Regions from separate parts of the Mus musculus genome. Here region 1 is linked to region 2. A link is a contact called in public Hi-C data. All regions are on one chromosome and are shown on one strand. Each heading gives the region's core, a stretch centred on a gene start, on an enhancer-like site or on the middle of the called end of the contact. The rest is flanking DNA. Distances are from core to core; before and after follow the strand shown.

Region 1 (5,577 bases), core at 2,447-4,946, 62 kb after region 2:
CCTGCCTTGCTGGCCCACTCTCTCCCTTCCCAAGTTCTGGACACAAGTTCTTGTTTCCCTAGAGGAGAGTCACTGGGTTCAGGAATTCCCCCATCTGTCTTCCTTCTCTCACTTTCTCCCTCCCAGTGGGCACTGGTCCACTCCTAGCTTCCTGGTTACCTCCCAGCATCTAGCACTGCAGTCTGCTGACTTCCAGGGTGGTGAGGACAAGGTCTAGACCCTTGCCACATCCTAAGCCAGCCCAGAAGCAGGAATATATACTAGCCATTATGTTGAGGATTGATCTTTCTTCCTCCTCAGCCACAGGGTTAGCTGTTTTGTAATCAGCCCTGACAGTTACCCACCTCCACCCACTAGGGTAAGCAAGTCCATGGAGGACAAAAAGCAAACCCCTTAAGCAGGAAAGAAGCCAGCTGGTAAATCATGCAATAGTGAACAATGGGGCCAAGAAGAAGGCTCACTTGGAGTGGTAGGGTTGGCTGCCAAGCCTGACAACCTAAATTCCATCACACACAGAGTGGAAGGAAAGAAGGAACACTCATAAGTTGTCCTCTGACCTCCACACATGCATGAGTGTATACAATAATAAATACAAATAAGATGCAATTTTAAAAATGTGTTAAATGCAAATAAATGCAGTTTTAAGATGGGTTTAAGTAGACCAAGAAACTGAGTGTCTGGAGTAGGGCAGAGGGAGAAGCAGAGCTGTCAAAGGGGGGGGGCACTCGGACAACCAGTTTCAAAACTTGGGCCCCAGTTTTGGAGGCAAACTAATGCCTGCACCTCCCTCCTCCCCGCCCCCTCCCTCCTCTCCCCTCCCTTTCTGCCTTCCACAGAAAGGATGTCGCAATCACAGCTAAAAGACAAGCCAGGTTTGTTCTAACTCCCAGCCACCCCGTGCCCCGAGAGGTCAGGAAAAATGAATGTTTTACAGGAAATCAGAGCAAAACTGCCCCCCCTTAACCCCTTCATGGAAGGTTTTGTGAACACCTGTCCTTGGATTGGGCATCACCACATTGGTTCAAAGCGTTTCCCCACATCCATTCCCATCCCAGTCATAGAGGACAGCATGGTGGCAGTAGGCATCAGGGACAGGAGATTCCACTTACTACCCAAGACTCAAAAAGTTCCAAGTCAAGTGGGTGTGGTCACCAGTCAGCTCATCACTCCGGAGCCAGAACAGCACAGGTTGGCAGGTTCCAGACCAGACTGGGCTACAGAAAGCAAACAAAACAACAACAACAAAAAACTACTGGCACTCGGTGGGTATGACAACCCAGCGCTCCGGGGCTGGAGGTGGGTGGAGCACATGGGATACATGAAGTCCTGGGTTACATCCCAAGAAACACACAGATGAGGTGTGAAGGTGACCACCTGCGTCCACCTGCCCATCAACTGTAGCACTCAGGAGGTGAGGAAGGGTGAGTTGGAGTCAAAGGTCATCGTTCTTACATGGGAACTTTGAAGCCAGCCAAGGCTAATGAAGAGTCAGTCTCATACAACAGGAAAGCAGACAAACAAAACAGCTAAGCGTGGTGGCCACCCCTTTAATCCCAGCTAGCACTTTGGAAGCAGAGAGTTCTCTGCCAGCCAGGACTATATAGACCCTCCATCTCCAAAGGTCTAGAACTAAGCTAGCATGGCCCAATAGCCAGGCCAGCAGGAATTTGGCAATTCATTTCTCGGAATTTGCAACCTAGCGGGCAGATGTATAAATCTGTAGAACCTTCAAAGTCAGAGAGCTGGCAAGATCTAGCAAGATCACATCCAGCAACCCCAGGGGACAGCAGCTAACCGTGTTAATACCATGCTTTGCAGGAAGACACTCGGACCCCGGGCTCTCCCATGGCTGCTGAGTGGCAGCTCAGTGAGGAAGTGGGCACTGAGTTGGTTGGTGACCCCGGAAGTCTGTCTGTTGTCAGCATACATTGGTTGCTTTCACATAAAGTACCAGGGCGGGGGGGGGGGCAGTTGGCAGCGAGGAGGAGAAATCTCCCTGAGCATTGATCTGGAACAATAATTGTTGAGGCAAATCTGTCACACACAGAAAGCAAGACAGCCCTCAGACGGCCCTCAGGGGAGCTGGGAGAACAATACAGAGAGGAGGTTAATGGTTACTGTGAAACCTGTGTGTTGGTCATGATGGGCCAGAATTGGCCTTTCTAGAAACAGGGTCTGTGTGGCTGGAGAGATGATTCACTGGTTGCCCATACAGAGGATTTGTGCTTGTTTCCCAACACCCGCATGAGGCGCACAAAAACACCTGCAATTCTAGATCCAGGGATCCAACATTGTCTTCTGGCCTCTGTAGGCATCAGGCATACACATGATGCACATATATACATACATACATACATACATACATACATACATACATACATACATACATATATACATACATACATACATACATACATACATACATACATACATACATACATACATACAGGCAAAACACTCCAACACATACATATAAATATTTTAAAAAGAAAAGAAATGGTGTCATGTAGCCCAAGCTGGCCTCTAACTTGCTACATAGCAAGGTTGACTTTGAACTCCTGATCCTCTTGCCTCCAGCATCTCGTGCTGGGATTACAGATGTATGCCACCAGAATCAATCCTATGCTACTGAGTATGGAAGCACTTTCCCACTGAGCTGTATTCTAAAGCCACTATTTGTACTTTTGTCTTAAAAAACCAAAAACCAACCAACCAAACAAACAAAAAAAACCAACTAAGCATTGTGAATCATTATCTGCCTACAACCACAAAACCAACACAACTGAAAGAGATAATATAGGGGCAGGACAAGTCCTAGAGGCAGAGACAAGAGCAGGCTTTTCCTCCATGACTCTCAAAGCCCACCAGAGTCATTCAGCCACCCTGAGTGACAGGGTAGGTAAGGTCCACCTCATTCTTTTCCCTAGAAAGCAAGCATGCCCCCCGGAGGGCGAACTTCTAGGCAGCCTTCAAAACCAAAGCTTAACTGTCCCACTGCCAAGAAACCGTCCCAGATCCTCAAAAAACCAGAATTCTTTCCCACTTCAGAAAATGCTCCACAGAGCTGGGACTCTGGGCTGGGACATGCCCTCACCCCTTATCCTCCTCATAGGAAAGACTTGGATTATAAATGCATAAGTAGGGCTTGGGTAATGCCCAGCAACTGAGGAGGTAGAGGTAGGAGTTCAGAACTGTTTAGCACAGTGGTCTCCACCTTCCTGAACCTGCCACCCTTCCATGTTGTGCTGACCTCCAATCATAAAATTATTTCATTGCTACTTCACAACTCTAATTTTGCTACTGTTCTGAATTGTAAGGTAAATACTGATACGCAGGATATATAATGCAATGCCAAATGTGTCTCGACCCACTGATTTAGCAAGACCTTGGGGGTAGGGAGAACCAGCCATCCAGAAGTGCTGGGTTACTGGGACCCAGCTAAGTGTGGGAGGAGGTCACTCTAGACTTCAATGGTCTCTGGTGTAACCAAGTACAACAGGGACCAGCCCAGGTTCAGCATCTGGCCTTGACCCCAAGAAAAGCCTGAGCCAAGCAGGTACTTTCAAGCTCCAGGGTAATGGAAATGTGCCTAGGGTTACTCACCCCAAGGCTTGTTGCCCCAGGTTTGTGAAAAAGCTTAGGAAACTATGTTGCGAAATTTTGGGCAGTCCCTGGTGCAGGAACAGGGAGGGACCAGAGAGGAGAGCCATATAAAGAGCCAGCGGCTACAGCCCCAGCTCGCCTCTGCCCACCCCTGCCCCTTACCCCTTCATTCCTTCCACCTTTTTCCTTCACTATGGGACCAGCTTCAGGGTCCCAGCTACTAGTGCTACTGCTGCTGTTGGCCAGCTCCCCATTAGCTCTGGGGATCCCCATGTAAGTAGTTACCTTTTGGGGGTGCAGTTTCTTATACAATTTAGGAGTCACCTAGGTGAGTCACCTAGGAGTCACCCACTTGGGGGGAGACAGGGATGTTAAGAATTTGTGCTGGGGGCTGGAGGATGGCTCAGTGGGTATGAAGTCTTGCTGCATGGACATAAGGACCTTAACTCAAACTCCCAGCACCCACAGAAAAGCCAGGAGTGGCCTCCAGAGCCTGTAACCCCACACTGTGGGGCTGGAGACCAGATACTGGGGCTTGCTGACTGCCAGCCCAGTGCCAGGTTCAGAGAGAGATGTTGACTCAAGGTGTGGGGAGGGAGGGGCATAGAACAGGACACCGGACATCTTCCTGTGACGTGACATACATACATACATACATACATACATACATACATACATACATACATACATACAAACAGAGAGAAAGAGAGAGAATGTGAGTGTTTGGGTTGTCTTATGTTCATAGAACTCAGGTATTGTAGCATTGGTGTGCCTACTTATGAAGAAGAAGGTCTATAGATTTATGGTGTCTGTGATGTCTTGTGGTTTAGGCAATGGTAAGTTTTAAGATGTGAGGACTGGAGGGTTGTTGGGGTCTATAGCCCTTGTGTGGACTGTCAAAAGCCAAGCTCAGCATTGGGCCTGATTACATGGACCTGTCATCCTGTCCACTCTGGAAGCCCAGGCAGGAAGTGTACACATTCCAGCCAAGCCTGGGCTACAGAGTGAGTTCAGGGCTAGCCTGAACAACTTAGTGAGATGCTGTTTCCAAACAGAAAAGTGAGGAGAGGCTGAGGTATAGCTTAGTGGTAGAGAGAGCACTTTCTCAGTACAAGCAAAGTCCTTATGGCTGGTACCCAGTGCTGAAGCCAGGAAAAGACAGCTTCTAGTGGCTAAGGGAAAGTGGGCTGTGGTTTGGTACCTTCTTGTGTGGGGAGGACGTGGATCCAGGCATCTGCTCCAGCACTGAGAACTAGAACACGCTAGAACTAGGGACTGGGCCAGCCAGAGTGAGGGCTGAAGTCTCAGGCCTTGAGGTGACATCTGCTCCCACACCCCACGGTCAGGTATTCCATCATTACTCCCAATGTCCTACGGCTGGAGAGCGAAGAGACCATCGTACTGGAGGCCCACGATGCTCAGGGTGACATCCCAGTCACAGTCACTGTGCAAGACTTCCTAAAGAGGCAAGTGCTGACCAGTGAGAAGACAGTGTTGACAGGAGCCAGTGGACATCTGAGAAGCGTCTCCATCAAGGTGGGCAAGGAACTGGAACTACAGTCAGCCGTAGCCCCTTCCGGTCCGGCCTGGGTCCCTCAGGCTGCCTCCTATAGCCTCCTCGGAGCTCCTCCCTTCTGAGTCCCTCCCCTCTGACGCCCCTGCCGTCTGGGTCCCTCTCGTTTGATCTCCTCCCCTCTGAGTCCCCTACCCTTTGAGACCCTCTGCTCTGAGCCCCTTCCCTCTGAGATTCCTCCTCTCAGTCCCTCTCCTCTTGAGTCTCTTCCTCCTTGAGCCCCTCCTGTCTGAGGGGAGATGACAGAGAGGAGGCCCAGGGGGATCTAGGGGATGCTTTCTGGGCACCACTCCCTGACACAGACTCCTGACATCCCACGCATAGATTCCAGCCAGTAAGGAATTCAACTCAGATAAGGAGGGGCACAAGTACGTGACAGTGGTGGCAAACTTCGGGGAAAC
Region 2 (6,067 bases), core at 383-2,882:
CCTCAGCACCATCAACTCCCCACAGACAACTGGTCCACTTGTGACAGTCATCAACCCTACATGACACTCCACCATTACCTAAGGCCACAGGTCACTCAAGGGCTCGCTCTTCCATGTGGACAACTATTTAAAGACCTGGGGCTGGGGTGGAGCTCAAGAGAAGTTGTTGTGTTGAAGGAGTGGGGAGTCAAATGAGGACCCACTCCTCCCTGGGGATTTGTAGGCAGCTAACAGCTTCCAGGGAAGGGAGAGGCATTTTCTTCAGTGTTGCAGCCACTGGTACATGACCCCTCACCCTGACTCCTGTCACAAACTCTAATTCAACTCACTGGGTCACACAAAAAAAAAAAAACAACAACAACAACAACACAAAAAAGACAAGGGAGTAGAGCGGCCATGATCAAAATACATATGTACACAGACCAAACTGCCAAAAAAAAAATATGCTCTAATTTCTAAGTTATTGAAGGAGGTCTGAGAGGCAACTCAATTGCTAAAGCAAGGCCCTGGGTTCAATGCTTAAACCCACGAGAATGTTCAGGGGTGCTGGCACTGTCCATCTCACAGAGGAGTCAAGTTTGGTTTCCATCCCATATCACACACACTTGTGAGTCCAACTCAGGAGGATCCAATGCCCTCTTCTGGCCTCCTCAGGCATCTGCACCCATACACACACACACACACACACACACAATATAATAGTAATAATAAACATGCACAAATGCATACAAATACACACACGCACAAGTGAAAGACGAAATGGCTAAACAAAGGACTTCTATCTGACAGGTGGGAAAACTGAGGCTTGTCACAGGGCTGTCACCTGCCAGAGTCACACATGTAAAAGCAGGAGTGTGGAGAAACACACAGAACCCAGCCCCACTCCTGCTCTACCCTAGCTCCTGAACCACATTGAGCCACCACAGCCCCCTCGCCCAGGCCTCACGGGGACATAACAGGGACCAGCATATCACAGAAATTATATACACCATTATATACAGCACTCAGAAGTCCTGTGGGCCATAGACAGGCAGACAGGGCTGGCAGACCAACACCAGAGGTGATGTCTGGCCTTAGGTCTGTGTGGCCTAAGGAAGGAAATCCCCCTCCTAACCTCAGAGAATCAGCTGAGCTTTGAGACTGCCTTCCCTCAAGTCACATGACTCTTCCAAAAGGAGTATGATTCATAACCCCTTCCACCGCTTCAGAGTAGCTAGTTAGAGAGCTGGGCTCCTTCAGAAAGCACGGTGACTGTGGTTAGACCACCAGAAGAACTTCCTGGCACCGTAAGGCATGTGAAAAGATGATGAAGGACAGGAAGCCACTCACTGTAGGAGGCACGTGGAAGGAGAATTCTTCCTTGTTTTATAGGGACAACCCCTCTGCTTCCCTTATCCTCCGGGACGAAAGAAGACCATGGCGCTAGACAAGCAAGAAGGCTTTAGGCAAATCAGGAGCCAGGCACTGTGATCAAGCCGGAAGTTGGCTTTTGGTGCCTCTGCCCAAAATAGAGAGAATTCTGTTCAAGGAAGTAGCAGTAAGGACAGTGGCCTCTCTTGGGGGCTGGGAGAAAGCGGCCCAGACTCAACACAAATTCTGCCTTCTGCGCTTTCCACACCCACAACCCAAACCCAGGAGATGGCCGGAAACAGGAAATGCCTGTTACCAGGCCTGGCTGGGGAAGATAGACAAGGGGTAGAGGCATGGCTCTCTGCCTTCCTTCAGCCCTGTAATCTTTCAGACTCCAGCTAGCTCCCTGAGGCTTCCCAGAGCGGGTGGTCACGCTGCTCATCCTGTCCAGAGCTTTGAATTGAGGAGCTGATGACCCAACTCTTCAGCATGAGTCTAAAGCATTCTGGGAATCAGACTTCCTCTTCTTTCCCTGTCACCTCACACCCCAGTACGCCTTCCACAACTAGGTGTCTGGTGACTCCCAGCTGAAACTGGTAAGCAGGGGGACCTTGGACAGGTCATCCTGCCTTGGGTTCTCCAACCAAAAATCAGAAATGAAATCCCAGTGTGGTGGAATATACCTGTAATCTCCGCGCTCAGGAAGAGGAGGCAGAGCAAAGGATGGCTAAACTCTGAGGTAAGCATGGACTACAGAGTGAGTTCCAGGTTGTCCAGGGAACCACAGTGAGACCCTGTGTCAAAAACAGGGGTGGGAAACAGGGGTGAGGGGAGAAGATAGTGGAAGGGAGAGAAGGCAGAGGGAGGGGGAAAGAGGGTGCTGTGTAGCAATTTCCCTTAAGACGAAACCTTCCACCTTGGAAGGAAGCTCATTAAGACATAGGATGTGCTAAGTGGAGGTGAAGCATTCTAGCCTACAGAAAAGCCCGTGAAGCTCAGGAAACAACAGGAGATATGCAGGAAGTTCCTGAAACAGACCAGATTCTCTAGGCACTGCCCTCCCCAAGCACAAGCTGTAAGGACTACTGGTGACCGCTCTCAAGACAAGCTGAACTGCCCAGAAGAGGTTCAGACAGGACAAGGCACCTAGAAGAGACAACTGTCCACCTTTCAGAGCTGCCTGAAGGCAGCTTTCCTGAGTCGCCCACCATCCATGCCAGGCTTTGGTGATACAGCTGTATTTGAGCCATTTCTGTTCCTGTTAAGTGAGCCCTGACCCACATTCCTATCTGTAACACAGTGACACTCAGTGCTTCATCAAGTTGGACTTTGGCGGGATCCTTGCTTTTCCTGGCTGTTGGCCCTGTCTGAGACGAGTAGACACGTGTTCACATCTCCCCCAGGAGACAAAATGTTATTCATACGATAAAAGATGAGGGAATAGGAAGGGAAGGAGAGGGACAAATGTGGAGGGGTTGGAAGAAGAACAGAGAAAGAGGAGAAAAGGAAAGAAGGAGAGAGGGAGAGAAGGCGAAAGCCAGAAGAACAGAGAGAAGGAGAATCAACCTCTCCACTTTAGAACTGAGCACTAACACAAAGCCTGACCAAAAACCCAGACATTAGTTGACTCCAAAAGCATATATTAAGCATTTACTGTTTACCCAGCCCTGAGACCCAGTAGTGGGTGAGGAAAACATGACCCTGATGCCCCAGTGCTTATAACCTGGAGAGGTGGGGTAGATAAACAGGAGGGGCTTCCAGCACAAAGCAATCTGGGTATCAATTGGTAACAGCAACTGGAGTGTGTGATAGGAAGTACAGACAGCTGAGGTACACAGTAACAAGGACAGACAACTGGACAGCTGTGGGGTAGTGCAGGGGAAAGTGGGGCTCAGCTGGCAGCCACAGCAAGTCAGAGCGGTAATGGACAGTGTATGGGAGAAGGCTGGACGGGGTGACCTTCCAAGGTACAGGTGCTTCCACTTTAAAAAAAAGAGTCTCTAAGCTGGGCGTGATGGCGCACGCCTTTAATCCCAGCACTTGGGAGGCAGAGGCAGGCAGATTTCTGAGTTCAAGGCCAGCCTGGTCTACAGAGTGAGTTCCAGGACAGCCAGGGCTACACAGAGAAACCCTGTCTTGAAAAAACAAAAAACAACCAAGAGTCTCCGAACATCTACAGTGACACACACAAAGCTGTGCAACCTAGACTCCTGACAATCAGCTCCACTCAAAATATAAAAATCTCTAAGGGCTGGGATGTGACTCTGAGTGGAGCCCCTACCCTAGATTCACTAGTGAGGGACTGGGGACGAGGTCAGAGGTGGAGCCCTGCCTAGAATCCACCAGTGAAGGGCTGTGTGTGGATACATGACGGCAGGTACCAGAGGAGGCCAGAGATGTGCACTGGAGCCCCTAAAACTGGTTGTGAGCTGCCTGATGTGAGTGCTGGGAACTGAACCTGGGTCCTCTGCAAGAGCAGCCAGTGCTCTTAACCCCTGAGCCATCTCTTCATCCCCACCTTATTTTCTGGAGACAGAGTCTCTTTCTCAATGTGGAGTTGGCCCATTGGGCTAGGCTGGGTGGTCAGAGATCCCCAGCAATCTTTTATCTCAACATTCCCTATACAAGGACTCCAGACAAACTCCATCATGTCTGATCAACATGGTTGCATGGCAAGTACTTTATCCTGAGCCACCTCCCGGCCCCCACGCCCCTGCTTTTAAAAGAACAGCTACTCCGGATCCTCTGTATCTGCAAGTGGACTGTTTTCAGGACCCTGCCCTCATTCCCAGGTATAAATAAATAAATAAATAAATAAGCAGGTGTCGCCATACCTTCTAGACCCTTCTATGTGGTGGGGCAGTCTGTAACAAAGCTGCATATCCTCCCAGAGACTTGAAGTCACCTGTGGTGACTTATCTCAGCTGACAGAATGAAAGCGCTGCGAAAAGAGCTGAGGGTTGATGGCTGCAAACCACCAGTCTGTAATGACCAACACAGACAGGAGCCCCTCCCCAGGGCAGCCACTCAAGTCTCTGTGCGTGTGGATGGAGTCCAGAGGACAAGCTTGAAGGCTCTTCCTCAGGAGCCATTCACCTTGTGTTCTGAGACGGGGGCGGGGTGGGTGGGTGGGGGGATGCGGGGGGGGGGGGTGCGGGGGTGAGGTCTGTCTCTCTCACTGGCCTGGAGCGCAGGCATTTGCTGAGCTTCGAACTCCAGAATCCCTGTCTCCATCTCCCATGTGCTGTGATGGGTAGACAGCACCACACCTGAGGTGTTTGTTTGTTTGTTTGTTTGTTTGTTTGTTTGTTTTTACCTGAGCGCTGAGGATTTGAACTCGGATCCTGCTGCTTGAAAGGCAAGCTCTTTGCTAACTGAGCCATGATTTGTTAAACTCAGATATAGCACAGACAGATATGGGGGAAGAAATGATTACACATCTTTTCAATTCATTCATTCATTTTACAGTGTGTGTGCGTGCGTGTGTGTGTGTGTGTGTGTGTGTGTGTGTGTGTGTGTGTCACCCTCTTGAAGGCATGGATGCATGCATTTTTTTCTTCCAGCTGTGTATCCCACACCCAGACCTGGTAGCACTGAATAATAATTGCTGAGTCAGCGAAGAGATGACAGGCTGAACAGGATCCTACTATCTGTTCCCTGCCAGGAGCAGTTTTGAAAGCCCTCTGGCTTTAAGGAAGATTGATTTGCATAGGAGCTGTATAGATTTCCCTCTGCTTTGGGCTATTTATTATGGGAAGAACAGGAATACGAACAGAGAAAGTGTTTTGCATAACTTATCAGCGGTGGCTTCATTCCCTCTCATAACCACAGATCCACCCCTCGTCCCTCGGAAGCCTTTGGTCTTTTATAAACTGCTGCTTTTAGGAGACAGAGCAGAGTGAGCTGTAGCTACTTCCTGCCTTCTTCCGTTCTTCTGCTTTCTTTTTAAATTAAATTTAGGTGTGTGTATGTCTGTGTGTGTCTGTGTGTGTCTGTGTGTGTCTGTGTGTGTCTGTGTGTGTGTGTGTGTGTGTGTGTGTGTGTGTGTGTGTGTGTGTGTGTGAATGCATGTGAGTGTATTATATGACTGTGCATATGAATGTGCGTGCATTCATGTACTGTGCATACACACATGTGTGTGCCAAAAGAGGTCAGCACTGGGTATCGTCCTTCCTTAATTGAGCTCCATCTTATTTTTATTTTAAAATCATCCTTGGCTACACATCGAATTCAAGGGCAACCTGGTCTACAAGAGATTCTGTCTCAGGAATTTTTAAAAATAAATTATGGTGTACTCAGCTTTCAGGATGGCTGCTGCTATCATTATTCCCTAAACAATAGAGGGTGTGGATCCTTCCATAGTATTTGCATTCTACCAGCTGTGGAGACTCACCTACAGATGACTTAAAAGCCAAGGGAGGATACAAGTAGGATCTATCAAAGTAGCACACCATTTTCTTCAAGAGATCAAAGAATAAGCTGATGTTGGAATCCATGAAACTAGTCTCTCATGTACCGAGGGACTACATATGGCTTGTCAGAAGGTTGTGGACACCGTCGGAGAAAATACATAAGAACATTACATTAGGTGTGGCTAAGGTGACTCTGTGGGTAAAGCACTTGCTGTGTAAGCATGAGGACACAAGTTCGAATCCAACATAAGAGCGGGACATAGTGGTGACACTTGTAATCCCAGCACTGGGAGGAGGGCAGGGTG

Evidence for each region. Hi-C and Micro-C count contacts between places; a contact is called where the count stands out from the background.
Region 1: a contact with region 2 is called in a Hi-C map of bone marrow-derived macrophages, with 50 read pairs. The contact joins the promoter of C3 here to the enhancer-like site in region 2. A contact is called at or near these places in 9 of 39 promoter capture datasets (the C10 cell line, the HPC-7 cell line, embryonic stem cells and 4 more), 1 of 15 datasets of contacts at CTCF or cohesin (the NIH/3T3 cell line), 35 of 484 Hi-C or Micro-C datasets (the 4T1 cell line, the AtT-20 cell line, ECoMG-derived neutrophils and 24 more), 7 of 115 datasets of contacts at active chromatin or transcription factors (the 230-238 cell line, the HPC-7 cell line, bone marrow-derived macrophages and 4 more) and 4 of 9 other capture datasets (adipose tissue, embryonic stem cells, liver and 1 more).

What each region holds. Positions count from the first base shown.
Region 1 is chr17:57,226,255-57,231,831 of GRCm38.p6, reverse strand. It overlaps C3 (complement component 3), which reads left to right and starts at 3,696. Exons shown (of 41, transcript NM_009778.3): 1 at 3,696-3,876; 2 at 4,950-5,139; 3 at 5,501-5,577. The coding sequence starts at 3,797.
Region 2 is chr17:57,286,051-57,292,117 of GRCm38.p6, reverse strand. The region is part of intron 1 of Vav1 (vav 1 oncogene); the gene reads right to left. Among named protein-coding and RNA genes, the nearest start is that of Vav1, 10 kb to the right of the region's middle. Within about 2 kb of position 1,632, at least 133 of the 459 cell types and tissues checked have an H3K27ac peak or open chromatin away from gene starts, as enhancers often do. A contact at or near this core is called in the 230-238 cell line, ECoMG-derived neutrophils, the HPC-7 cell line and 11 more, where this site is marked.